Regions from separate parts of the Mus musculus genome. Here region 1 is linked to region 2. A link is a contact called in public promoter capture Hi-C data. All regions are on one chromosome and are shown on one strand. Each heading gives the region's core, a stretch centred on a gene start, on an enhancer-like site or on the middle of the called end of the contact. The rest is flanking DNA. Distances are from core to core; before and after follow the strand shown. Region 1 has its middle 30 kb from the start of Birc3. Region 2 holds the start of AV064505 (expressed sequence AV064505).

Region 1 (7,429 bases), core at 788-3,287, 210 kb after region 2:
TTAGAGACAGGGTTTCTCTGTATAGCCCTGGCTGTCCTGGAACTCACTCTGTAGACCAGGCTGGCATGGAACTCAAAAATCCGCCTGCCTCTGCCTCCCGAGTGCTGGGATTAAAGGCGTGTACCACCACGCCCGGCCTCACTACCTTTTTTAAAGTACATTTTTGAAATGCCAGGGATCAAACCCAGGGCCTTGCATATGCTAGGCAAACCGATCACTACTGAACTACATTTTAAGCTTTTGAGGTTTTGAAATAGGGTCTTGTTACGAAATCAAGAAACTCAAATACATGTAGTCCTCCTGCCTCAGCCTCTCAAGTGCTATACTGCAAGCATGAACCACCATATCTGGCTGTGTTTGTGTTTGGTTTGTGATTTGGGGTTTTGTTATGCTGATGGTAGTTGTGGTTTGGTTTGCTGTTTTGTTCTTTTTTGTTGAGGTTTTGTTTTTTATTTTGGTTTTTTTCCTGTTTGTTTTGTTTTGTTTTGTTTTGTTTTGTTTTGTTTTTAACAGGGTCCTGATGTATAAGCCAGGCTGGCTTCATTTATCCCACTTTTACTCTTTTGAAAGCAACCTTTTCTTTCCAGTCTCCCACCAAGACCTCCAGACCTCCAGACGTTAGAGTTCCTTATGTTCAAAATAAATAGAGCCTTGTTCTAGCTATGATAGAAATGATAGGGAGCAGGGAGCCCTTTACTGCTATATGGTGTTGATTTGCATTTGAACAAAAAAGAATGAAGCTTTGGGCCTGTAATCCCGGCTGCAGGCAGGAGGCTTATTGTGAGTTTAAGTACAACCAGGGCTATCTAGTAAGACCCTGTTTCAAAAAAGAAAAATTAATCTTTTTAAAATGAAGTTTTATCTGAGATGCAGGAAGCAGCAGATGGCTAAAGCATTTCTTTCCAGAAAGACACCCTTCCCCCACCCGACCCCCTCCCCACAGGAAGTCACCTCCTCACCTCCTTCTTTTTTTTTTGTTTGTTTTTTTTTGTTGTTGTTGTTGTTGTTGTTTTGTTTTTGTTTTTCGAGACAGGGTTTCTCTGTATAGCCCTGGCTGTCCTGGAACTCACTCTGTAGACCAGGCTGTCCTTGAACTCAGAAATCCGCCTGTCTCTGCATCCCAAGTGCTGGGATTAAAGGCATGCGCCACCACGTCCAGCGTCACCTCCTTCTTGTAAGAGGAAAAAACAGGCTCCTGTCCCCAGGTGGAAAGGCCTCAGCTTGCCTGTGTTGGAATTCAGAGCTCTCAGCCAGAAACTCCAGCCAAACCTGTCCTCTACCCCAGATTCGGGCAGGTTGAGACAAACAGCGTTCTCTAAGAAGAGTGAAATAAAACAAGGTGTACCTTGGAAACACCCATGCCTGAGGTCTATGGCGAAAAAGCAGCAACTACAGGGATCCTCAGAGGGAAGGTTTGAACTGAGTTCGTCCAGCTTCCCATTAGCTTGGGTTTTTATTGTTGTTTTTTACAAAAAGGCTCCTGATTTAGCTCGAGATGGCCTGGAATTCTACCCTCCTGCCTCAGCCTCCTGAGTGCTGGCCTTACAAGTGCGTGGCAGTGTGTGTTGGCTTAAGCCCCACTATGGAAGGCAGAAAGGCCGAAGTGCTTGACTCAGAACTAGCAAGTCTACAGAAATCTCTTCTCATATCAGAGCATCATCGTTTTGTTTGTTTGTTTGTTTGTTTGTTTTGTTTTGTTTTTCCAGACAGGGTTTCTCTGTGTAGCCCTGGCTGGACCAGGCTGGCCTCGAACTTAGAAATCTGCCTGTCTCTGCCTCCCAAGTTCTGGGATTAGAGGCCTGTGCCACCACTGGCCGGCAAGTGTCACCCTCGCTCTAGATCACAAACTCTCAGGCTCACCAAGAAACAGAATTGTCATCAAAACAGGGGATTCAGTGTAAAATGTTTCTTTCTTTCTTTTTAAAACTGTTCATTGGTGTTTTGCATGCATGTGTGTCTGAGGGTGTCAGAGCCCTGAAACTGGAGCTACAGACATGTGAGCTAGCATGTGATTGCTGGGTATTGAACCTGACCCTCTAGAAGAGCAGTCAGCGCTCTTAACTGCTGAGCCATTTCTCCAACCCAAGTGTAAAATTCTTACCCAAGGACAATGCGAGGTTTGTTTGTTTGTTTGTTTGTTTGTTTGTTTTTTCCGAGACAGGAAGTGTTCTTTATGTTCAGAGTAAATAGAATCTCCCTTACAAAATGTCACTCAGCACATGCAACCAATTGCCCAGTGATTGCTCAGTGGTTAGAGCACCAGCTGCTCTTGTAGAAATCTTAGGTTCAGTTCCCAGCACCCACACGGTGACTCATGTGATATGCACCAATACACAAAGGAAAACATTCACACACAAAAAATAAAATTAACTAAGTCCTTTAAAACCAGGGGGTATCCCGGACTTGCTCTCCTTGCATTTCGTTCACTGCCCTTCAGGGAAACCGTGATTTGAACCTGTATGTGGTGCTCTCTGTGGTAGGAAGGGCAGTGAGAGCTGGCCCAGAGGCCTGACCTCTGGGGTCGGTGCTTCTCACATTACATTATACTTCCCAAGCCTTTGAAGTTAGCATAGCCCTCTGTTAAGTACTTGGCAAACTGTAAAGCTTCCATCTGTGAAACCCTGGGCTCCCCCTTCCGCTCTCATTTACCTTTCACCTACTTTAAAAGAAACCACTCATTGTTTGAGAGGGAAAAATCCAATTTGTCCTCCCAAAAGTCATCTAGGAGGATTCATTGCAGTGCTGCCAGGGGGCTCGAAATGAGCTAAGGAATCTCGCCGGGGCAGCACCTTAAGCTTCACCGTGTAGGACTCTATCTATTCGGGCAGTGTTAGTACATTTTCTTGTGTATTTCCATTTGTTTCTGTATTAAAATAACGCCAGAAGATGTACAAAGATGTAGCAAGTTGCCCTGTAGCTTTTTTTTTTTTTTAACAGACTTAGCTTTCAGGCTTATTTGATATTTCCCAGATTTTCTCAATTGGAGAAGGCAAGAACTATTTTAAATATCCCTTAAGGGCTTGGGCTGTTGGTCAGTGGGACAGCACTTGCCTATCATACACAAGGCCCAGAGCTTGATTACCTCAGCACCACAAAAAAATAGATAATTAGCAAATTATTTAAAATATAAAACAAAAGACCTGTTTCATGTTTATCGTGGATGCCATGGGTGATATGAATAACAGAGAAATCATTTTGTTTTGTTTGAGAGTCTTCTCAGAGGTAGGCTGGCCCTAAATTTCCTGTCTTGATAATTCCCCTGCCTCCATCTCTGAAGGATGAGAATTACGGGCAGGCATCACCATGCCTGGATCTTTGTACAACATGAAGTAGACATTTCATACCTAGTGATGTGGCTGAGGGTCAAAGCATCCACCCACGTCCTGTCCATCATCTCCATGGGATGGTATATTTTGCGTGGCTCTGGATCCTTCTGGAGTCAGGGCCATGTGGAATGCAGTGGATCTCTGGGCTCCTGACTTTGATGTTTATAGCTTGGTCCTGCTTCCTGCTTGATCTTGATGTACCCAGATGTGAGCAAGTGGCCTTATCTCCTTGCTGCCACAGCTAAGAGGCCCTTCCAACACTGCCTTCCTGGCAGTGGCAGCCTGTGTGGTCAAACCATGAACCCAGACACAGCCTTCCTTAAGCTGCTCATTGGGCTTCTCTGCTGGACACACTGTCTGCAGCTGTATCACTCACACCTCACCCTGGAGCCTCTGCATTTTTAATGCTCCAGCCCCTGCCACTGAGGTTTTGCTTTCTACCTGCAATGCCTCTCTCCCTTAGAACATTCCACGAGGTTCCTGTTGTCTCTCATGAGTCAACTCAAATACCCCCTCCCCATTTATTACTTCCAGGTCTCCTACTTAAGTCAGCTTAGCTACTCTTTTGTCCTTGGGACCACAAACTCCTAAACATGCCTACAGAAGGGTCCCTCACAGTTCTCTGTAATTACCGATTTCTGTTTCTGTCTAGACTCTAGAGTGAGCTCCAGAGAATAGAGAGGGAACTGTGGTTGCTGTTGATAATATTTTAAGACAGGATTTCACATATCCAGGCTGGCTTTCAATTCACTATGTACCTGGGGATTATCCTGAACCTCTGTCCTTCCGGCTTCTACCTCCCAAATGCTAAGGTAACAGGCCTGGGTCACCAGACAGGACAGGGTTCGAGTTTCTCATAATGAAAATCCCATGGATTAGTCAGCACTCTCAGCTATGATGAAAGTGCTTAGGAAGCCGAGAGACAAGTACCCCCCACCCCACCCCCACCCCCGCTCTCTGGCAGTAGGAAGACTTCCAAAACAGTTCCCACTTAGCTTTAATCAGGAATCTCTCAGGAAATTCCACATAAAGAAAATACTACGTGGAAGTATTTGAGTCTGTATGAAAACAAACCAGGTCTTAAAGTGAGTTGTGGATCAGTGAGAGGTCTCAGAGGATGCTTGCAACTCAGCCTGAGAACCAGAGTTCAATCCTTGGAAGAAACCACATGGTGGGAAGAAAGAGTTGACTTCCTCAGGTTGTCCTCCACATGCATGCCAGGACACACCCACACACATACACACACACACACACACACACACACACACACACACACACACACACAAAAAGATGCAATGTAATAAAAATAAAACCTTTTAAAAGACAAAAACCAAAACCAAACAAAGCTTGGATCACAGCCAAGACTGAGCTCCTAGCCATGAGGGTAGCGGACAACTGAAAGATTATTGAAAGGATAGGGACACAACAGATTAAGATTATCACGCCAGTCTCAGGAAGAATACTTTCTCAAATTTGTGGTTCCTAGATCATATGTTGTCACATAAAATCACACATACATGTGTAGGTTAGGTTTGAGAACAGACATGATGTCATCAGCCGGGAGGTGTGGAACAAAGAGCTGATGGAGTTGGGGAAGGCATGTTCCATCTGTGTATCTCCTAGAAGAAAACAGATAGAAATGTTTAAAGAATAAAGAAAGATGTGGAGCTAAAACCAACATGTATTTACTACAGTGTTCTCTGGTAGAGTTTCAGGTAGTAAGCTATATGATGAGGATTCTGTTTTAGATGTCACTGGCCACTGTAGAGAGCAGATAAGATTACGGTACAGAAGGAGACAGAGGGGGGAGAAAGAGGGCATGCCAGATCATCCTACTGTCGGACAGATTTCAGTATGTCCACATGCTGGAGGCTGCTGGGGGTGAGGTCAGGTACGATTGACCCTCACTTATTGTTTCTGAGGAAACAGTGCCCAGGCCTCTAAGGTGATTTTCAATTGCATTTTTGGAGCATTACCCATCTGTGCTTTGGGACGGACTATTCTGGGAGCTAGAGCCCGAAGCCCCTCAAATGCCAGTTATAGTGAACGTTACTGTGAAGACAAGCATATATTTAGTAGTAGGAGTAGTAGTAGTAGTATGAATGTTTTGCCTGTATGCAGGCCTGGTGCTCAGGAAGGTCACTTCATGGCCCCTGGAATTGGAATTACAGATAGTTCTGAGCCACTATATAGGTGCTGATAATCAAATCTCTGGAAGAGCACATTATATATCTAAAGGAATCATCACTTTGCTGTAACAAATCAGCTGTGTACTGCTACCAATTTACTGCTCAGTAGGAATGGAGACCAATTCTTACACTTTCTTTGCCTGTCAACAAGTACAAAAGCTATCTCTTTTAGTAAATAACAAAAGCTGGGCTGGAGGCTGGGTGTGTGTTGGTAAAGGGCTTGCCCTGCATGCACAAATTGCTGTGCTTGAGCCCCAACACTGAATAAACTGGACATGGTGTCACACACCTGTAAGTTTAGTATTACAATGGGAGACAACCAGATGTCTAAGGTCATCCTTGCTTGGATAATTAAAGCTTCACTGAGGATATGACAGTTGATAGAGTATTTGTGTCCACAAAGCCCCAGTGAGGCAGCATAAACCAGGCTTGGCGGTTCATGCGTAAAAGTCTAGCACTAAGGAGGCTAAGGCAGGAGGATTAGATGTTTGATGATATACTGCTGTGGTGGTTTGACTAGGTATCCCCCCTCACCCCATAAACTTTGAATGCTTGGCCCACAGGTAATGGTACTCTTCAGAGGTGTGGCCTTGTTAGAGAAAGTGTGACACTGTAGGGGCAGGCTTTGAGGTCTCCTATGCTCAAGCTATGCCCAGTGTCATCCACAGCCTCCTTTCTGCTGCCTGTGGATCAAGATGTAGAACTCTCAGCTCCTTCTCCAGAATATTGTCTGCCCCCCTGCTGCCATGATTTCTGCAGTGATGATAATGGACTAAGCCTCTGAAAATATAAACCAGCTCCAATTAAATATTTTTCTTTATAAGAGTTGCCTTGGTCATGGTGTCTCTTTACAGCAAAATAAAAGTTAATAAAGACAACTGGGCTACATGAGACTCTGTATTATAAACACCAAGTAGACGATAAATCACAGTGTTCTTGTATCTTTGGCCATGAGCCTTGCCTTCTCTCAGAGAAGTCATCTCTCAGACCAATTACAGCATCCTTAAGTCTCAAACAACTGGAAGAGGATATGGAAAATGTCGATCAGGTATAAATAGGTAAAAGCCTGAAGGAAATGTATTTTACTGCCTTTGGGCTTAAAATAATTAGTTATCATTACACAAACTGTTTCAGAAGGAATATAATTATATCCAGTGCTTACAGTAAAAAGCTTCTATGTTCTCTGGAAGCAAGATTTTGGCTTACCCTTAAAGTAATTTACACTTAAGAGGCCTTATCTGCTGCCCTGTCCCAGGATCAGTCCCTACAGAAGCTTCTGACCCCAAGGCTAGTAATAACAGTCTTAAGTTACAATATAACCTAGATGGGATCACACTGACTGTGATAAGGAAATGAATGACTGCAAAGCTGTGGCCAGACCAGCTACTGGCAGGAGACAGCCTGTTTAGAATCAACTTGAGAAAACTGGAGCAGAAGACAGATATGAGAAGTTAGCTCATTAGCCCGGAGCAAAATAAAGGACTCAATAACTAGAAAACATAGCCAGGAGGTGTGGCAGACACCACTTGTGTGGTTTAAAGAAGTAAGGAAAAGTTAGGGAGTCGTGCTACACACTACATGAAATCAACTTTGTTGGAGAACACACTTATTTGTGTCTACCTCTTCATGCTCCAGTAGCGCCACAGCCTGGGGATTCAGCCTTCAACACATGGTCCATTGGGGATGTTCAAGAGCCAAAGCATGGCAGAGTGAAAGCAAGGCAGTGAGGTGAAGCAGAAGGCGGTAGTAGAAGTTTAGAAAAGTGGACTTTAATGAAGTTGCTAAAAAGAATATGCTGCCAAGGCTGACTGGGACGTCATGTACAGGAAGGCTGTTACCAATGGCACAGTATTTGCCAAAGTTATATAAGAAATGCACTAGTGATAGGGGACTAGCCTCATGCCTATGGTTTGA
Region 2 (6,724 bases), core at 2,404-4,903:
AATACTTCCTCATTGTTGCTAAATTCAAAAAAGAAAGAAAGTGTGCAAATGAGTCACCTATTTCCACATTCAGGGCTGAGAAGCCATATAAATTTCTCCAGCCCCTGTCAGGAAACATCAAAGTAGCTCTGAGAACAATCGCCTGTTGATGGCAGCTATGCAGCTCACCCTGTTCTGCTTTGTGTGTCTGCTGCCAGGCCACCTGGCCCTGCCACTGTCCCAGGAAGCTGGAGATGTGAGCGCACATCAGTGGGAACAGGCTCAGGTATATCCTTCTCTCACTCGGGGTTCTCTGGCCTCACCGCCAATATTCCACGTGTGGTTTTGAATGATTTGTCCTTCGGTGCTTGCGTGGCAGTAAATATTCTTGGGCAGAATGTTCCTGGTTAGAGAAGCACTGCATGCTTTCTGTGAGTAGCCATCCAAGCTTTCCTAAACTCTCGTTGAATGCCAGCTCCTTTATCTGCTCTCTAGCATGTCATTTCATTTCTGGCCTTAGATTTTCCAATTCAGAAACTGGAGAGTATAATAATGATACCACCAAGTGGAGAGATTATAACATACTTAATGCAGTATTGAGATCTCATCCATGCTCAGGAAATGCAAGTGTTATTATTGTTTATTGCAACTTGCAATTATTTTCATGAACTGTACTGAACTGGACGTCTAAGGATGAAGTCTCACAGTGAAGAGACCTATAGTCAGAAAGTGCAGAGAGAAGGTGTAACATTCTTGCATATGCAATAGAAGCTAAAACACATCTATGTTCTAGCCCATGGGGTTATACCAGCAGAACATAACATGATGATAGAAGCTCACATGTGCAGTGGTTACAGACCATAGGAATGAAGTATAGAGTGTGTCATCTGATCACTAGCGCTAGCCTGAATAGAGCTCAGTCGCCTTGACTCACATTCTTGCTACCAAAATAGAGACAGAAATCAAGATAAGCTTTTCTAACTCAGAAATCAGGCTTCTTCAGATAAATTGTTATTTGGTAAAATTGGATAATGACTGATAAGCTTTAAGCAGTAGAAAAATAGAGCTATACTTCACACTCAGTTTGACTTTTTTAAAGATTGATAAAGGAGAGTCAATCACAGACTTATAGCTGGTTTCTACCTTACCAAATAGCATTTTTAAGAGTTTTGATTCAGTTTTCTCCAGGATGCTATTACAAAGGTTTTTAGGCCCTTTGCTTAGCACACAGATTGTCTAAAAGAAGAAGGGTCATTGTGTATTTGAGCCCAACCTGAGCTACATGATGAGTTCCAGACTAGCCTGTGCTACAGAGGAAGTTCTATCTCAAATCAAAACCAGGAGTAGAAAAGAATGCAAACGTGTCATCCAAAGAGTGTCTCATTGAAGTCCACAGCTCTAGGAGGGATACAATGTTTGTTGTTTGTTTGTTTGTTTGTTTGTTTTAAAGAATTTGTTCATGATTATTATGAGTAATAAGAATTTGTAGTATTGAATGAAACACCATGGCAACAGGTAAGAGAACATTGTGTTAGTCAATTTGGTTTGGTAAAATGAAGAGTCATGGGAGGTTTTCAGACAGATAGCCACTGCCAGGTGCTCTAATACTGACAGCAAATGACTGAGCAGATGGTAAGCCATTCAATAATCTTCCCACTGCACACACTTTTAGCCTGTATACTTTTCCTAGGGAAACTTCCTTGGAAGTGGATTACAGACACCTGGGGCAATTTCTTTCTGCAGCTTCACCTCTCTAAGCTGTGTGTCTTCATATAAAGCAGATGTGTTGCTGGGCAATGGTTGTGTACCTTTAATCCCAGCACTTGGGAGGCAGAGACAGTAAATGTGTGCCTGCCCCTAGGAAGGGTCTTTAATGCCTGCGTGAATTGCTGTTGTCAATTGTCTTGCCTCTTCATATTCTGGTTGAAGATCTCCCATCCCATTACCAGACCCCAGGATACTTGGGGATCCAGTTATGCTTGGGGAGATCTGGGGTTCTGTTTTATTCTGACACCTCCTAAATGGGCTATGGGGAGAAAGAGGAAAAAGGAAAAAGGGACTACAGATAAGGTATCTCCAGACCAGGTCTGCTGCGGACTCAGTGTGTGAACCTGAACAAAGAAGCCTGTGGATGGTATGATATGTGGTCTCTTCCTGGACTGTTAAGTCAGACTACTTAAACTAACAATCACCTGACTTCTTCTCCATATGGAATTAATAATAACCAGATGGCAGCAGCTCTCGTATGGCTAGTGAACCTCACATCGCCCCATAGGGTCTAACTATGTCTAACAAACTCTCTCTCTCTCTCTCTCTCTCTATGTGTGTGTGTGTGTGTGTGTGTGTGTGTGTCTGTCTGTCTCTCTGTATGTATGTGTGTATAAGTGTGTATGTATGTGTGGTTTTGTGTATATGTGGCTGTATGCATGTTTGTGTATATGTATGTATATGTGTATGTATGTGTGTTTATATGTGTACATGTGTTTATGTTTGTATGTATATGTGAGTCTGTGTGTGAGTATGTGTATGAATGTGTTTGTGTGTATGTGTATATATGTGTGAGTATGCAAGTGTGTTCATGTATGAGTATGTGCATGTGTATGTGTGTACATGTATGTATAGTGTATGCATGTGTGTGTGTATATATATATATATTGTATATTGTAAGTATGTCCATGCTTGTGCATGTATGTGTGTGTATGTGTGAGTGTGTGTGTGTTTGTATGTGTGTGTCTGTGTGTAGGCCATAGTTTGATACTGGGCATCTTTATTGATCCTCCTGTCTCTCCCTCCCTGGCATTGGAGTTACAGAAGCACCCAATTTTTAACATAGGTTCTGGGAATCAAACTCAGATTTTTGAGGTAAGCTCTTCTCTGACTAAGACATTTCCCCAACCTTTCTTGTGCTTGCTGAAGACACACTGACACTTCTAACTACTCTAAAAATAAGAGCAAGCTTTAGAAAGTGGGTAGTGTGTTTATCCTCCAGGTATGCACGGAGAATACAGTATGCTATGACATTTTTCTCTCCGTCTTATGCAATAGCATAATATTCCATCTCCCCTCACCAGTAATACTTGCTTTATTCCATAATTGCATAACAATTCTGTCTTCAAATTACTATCTAAATCCATAACAACGTCATGTATAAGGGATGCAGATTTTCAAATAAAAGATTTTTTTGTTCTCTGTCTACCAGAATTATCTTAGAAAATTTTACCCTCATGACTCTAAAACAAAGAAGGTCAATAGTCTAGTGGACAACCTCAAGGAAATGCAGAAGTTCTTTGGCCTGCCCATGACTGGAAAACTCTCCCCCTACATCATGGAAATAATGCAGAAACCTAGGTGTGGAGTGCCAGATGTTGCAGAATACTCACTAATGCCAAACAGTCCAAAATGGCATTCCAGAATTGTCACCTACAGGTGAGGCTCATTTTAGCTCATTCTGGTGGAGGCAACAAAACCCTTTTCCTGAGAACGCAAACACTGAATTCTTGTGTGCCTTCAGAATTGTATCCTATACTTCAGACTTACCTCGGATCGTAGTGGATCAAATCGTGAAAAAAGCTCTCAGAATGTGGAGTATGCAGATCCCACTGAACTTCAAGAGGGTTAGTTGGGGGACTGCGGATATCATAATTGGCTTCGCAAGGAGAGGTAAGAATGGCTCCTTCAGGCTAATCCTGTGTGCTGTTTATATTAGTGTTCTCCTTTCAAAATTTAAGTCCTTTCATGAGCACTCAAGTCAGCTTTTATTGGTGAAACATATGTTTAACTTATGGGAGAGGGTTTGATTTCTATTTTCAGTATCACACACATGCACACGCACACACACACACACATACGGTTTTAAGATCCTTCAGTATACAATGGTCGACAATGATAATCAGAGGATCTAATAAAAGCCAGATGCCTGGACCAGATCCACAGCCAGCTCATTCTCTGTGTTAAACTGACTATTGGTACCAAGAGGGTCAACCAATTGAACTGGCTTCTTTCTCCAATATTCATAATCACATGATTATGGAGAGAGTAGAAGGCCAAGAAAAACCTAGACACTGATAGTAATTACTGTGTGCTTTTGCAGATCATGGAGACAGCTTCCCCTTTGATGGGCCAGGGAACACTCTAGGTCATGCCTTCGCACCTGGGCCAGGCCTAGGCGGAGATGCTCACTTTGACAAGGATGAGTACTGGACTGATGGTGAGGACGCAGGTACAGTATCCTATGTCTCTTCTATGATCATTGCTTTAATTATAATCATTAGAGGCCCCTTAAATGTCAAGTAATATACTAGATGTGTTAAATGTTTTATCTCATTTAATATTTTCTTTTTTTAATTTGTGTGTGGTATATGTAGAGACCTACTTGATAGGAAAGAACTGACTGTCACAGGTTGTCCTCTGACCTCCATATTTGTACTGTGGCACAAGTATACATATAGGCACAGATTAAATAAAAATAAATAAATAAGATAAGATAAGATGGGGTGAGAGATGGAATGGGATGAGATAAGATAAGATAGGATATGAACCAGAAGAGCAGTCAAAGCAGTTAGCTGCCCCTACCTAGCCCAAAGCTAACATAAAGATCAAAGTTAAACTCATTAACTATCTCAGAACTTGAGGCCACAAAGAACAGCTTCTAACTGACTACAAAATTAAAGCCAACACTAACCATATGCAGTGAATTTAATTATGTCTTCCTTGGTAACCCAAGGAGATGGACATAGTTCTCACACCCAAGGCTCCCAAAAATGCTCTGGTCAGAACTTCTCCACAGAAGCTTCAACACAGAGATTTGAAGTAACTGGGTCAGTCCCCAGTGCATTCTGTCCCCTCCCCCACCCTCCCCACCCCTCCCCAACACCACCTCCTCAACACCCCACTTCGCCTTCCAGAAAAGCATATAATTCTTTCCCTGAATTCTGGTTTCATAAAGAACTACTGTAGACACTTTTTCTGTTCTCCTTTGGCTCCTTATCTGGGAGGTTGGTTTAGGGTATATGTTCTTAACCTTAGGTTACTCACTGAAGGACCAAAGTTCTTTTTATTTCTATTTTAATTTGAATGTGACATGTCCCCATGAATGCCTGCAATTGCACACTTGGTTCCCAGTTGGTGGCACAGTTTAGGAAGGTTATGGAGCCTTTAGAAGGTGACATCTTGCTGGGGGAGGGCAGGCTTTGATGGGTTATAGCACCCTACCTTATGCTCCCTCGCTCTCTCTTCCTCTCTCCCTCCCTTCCTTCCTCTCCCTCCCCCTGTACCTCCCCCTCCCTCCCCCACTCTCTGAGTCTCTCCCCTTGTGTATATATGAAATTGATCTACAGATTGCTTTCCTGCCACCAGCTGTTGCCATAACTTCTTTGACATTATGGATTCCATCCCTCCGACAACATAAGCCAAAATAAACTCTTCCTTCAGTTGCTTAGGACATGGCGTTTGTCCCCACCACGGAAAAGCAAACAATGCACTCTCCTTTCAGCCTCCTCCCTTTGAAGGAAGTAACCAATAACTGAGGAAACCTGGGGACTAGGTAGTCTTTTGCATTATAATGTGATAGATTTATTACAGGCATTTATATAGTTATTTTAATATTTACCATATGCATTTCCCTGTCTGTAGGAGTGAACTTCCTGTTTGCTGCCACCCATGAATTTGGCCACTCTCTGGGTCTGAGTCACTCTTCTGTTCCCGGTACTGTGATGTACCCTACCTATCAAAGAGACTACTCAGAAGACTTCAGTCTTACAAAGGACGACATTGCAGGCATTCAGAAGTTATATGGTAATAATCATGGCTTTCAAAAAGAGACTGTCGGGCTTGAAAGATGCCAGAAAATAGGGACTTGCCTGGAAAACCACAGGGGGACTGAAAACCTATGCACTAGGACAGCAGAATGCAAGATTCGCCTGTGTGAGATCCTGAGGTGAAGTGGCAGCCTCACACTCCTGGAGGATGTTTATATTAAGCATATGAAGAGATACTCATTTTATTTTTAATTGATTTCTACACACTCGTGTGTATGCATGCATGAGTGTGTAAGCTAACAAAGTACTACACATATGTAGGATCAGAGGACAATTGGCACATGTCAGTTATGTCTGTTGCATGACGCCCAGGGATTGCATGTTGCATGATGCCCAGGGATTGCATGTGGATCATCGGGCAGGCAAATAAGCCGTTGTTCACTGGGCCATCTCACCAGCTGACATTTCATACTGTAAGCTTCAGGAGTCCACATTGACATGGAGATGTTATCATCCTTCTTTGCTCAACCCAGACCCACTAAGAGAACCCCACCCCAGACATTATTCTTAGCTGCCCACTGCCAAGGAGTTGCCCTACATTGTCAAAAGTGGCCCAGTTTCCCTGTTTTTATAAACACGCAGTGAAGTGGGCCCCACAGACAGCCACAACTGTCATAGTAACCACTGCCCATGAAACCTCCCAATGTTGTGTCCCAGTCTCCCTTTTGTTTTCGTCAAATTCCAAAATCAGTGTTTTCAAACAGCAAGTGTCAGTATTTGCTTGATAAAACTCATTAGAAATAGTATTTTGGGAACAGAAGAAAAGGCATGATAAAAACCCATGTCCCTGGATAAAGATGAGGAAAAGAAAGCCCAGAGCTATGTGACTTCCAGGGAGCAATGGTGCCAAGCCAGGGCAGAATTGTTACGTCTTTCTGAATCTCCACCATTTCAAAGCAGCATGGACTTGAGAATCCAGAATTACATAC

Evidence for each region. Promoter capture Hi-C pulls out the DNA fragments that hold promoters and counts their contacts.
Region 1: a promoter capture Hi-C map of neutrophils shows a contact between it and region 2, with 2.7 times the contacts expected there. The contact joins the enhancer-like site here to the promoter of AV064505 in region 2. A contact is called at or near these places in 23 of 39 promoter capture datasets (the 3T3-L1 cell line, 3T3-L1-derived adipocytes, the C10 cell line and 15 more), 3 of 15 datasets of contacts at CTCF or cohesin (the NIH/3T3 cell line, large pre-B cells and stem cell-derived epiblast-like cells), 12 of 484 Hi-C or Micro-C datasets (the AML12 cell line, the CH12 cell line, the HPC-7 cell line and 8 more), 1 of 115 datasets of contacts at active chromatin or transcription factors (embryonic basal ganglia) and 5 of 9 other capture datasets (adipose tissue, embryonic stem cells, liver and 2 more).

What each region holds. Positions count from the first base shown.
Region 1 is chr9:7,899,889-7,907,317 of GRCm38.p6, forward strand. No RefSeq gene overlaps it. Among named protein-coding and RNA genes, the nearest start is that of Birc3, 30 kb to the left of the region's middle. Within about 2 kb of position 2,038, at least 49 of the 459 cell types and tissues checked have an H3K27ac peak or open chromatin away from gene starts, as enhancers often do. A contact at or near this core is called in embryonic limb bud, where this site is marked.
Region 2 is chr9:7,691,978-7,698,701 of GRCm38.p6, forward strand. It overlaps AV064505 (expressed sequence AV064505), which reads right to left and starts at 3,654. Exons shown (of 4, transcript NR_126562.1): 1 at 3,517-3,654. Mmp7 (matrix metallopeptidase 7) reads left to right here and starts at 113. Exons shown (of 6, transcript NM_010810.5): 1 at 113-265; 2 at 3,179-3,405; 3 at 3,491-3,639; 4 at 4,070-4,198; 5 at 5,611-5,772. The coding sequence starts at 149.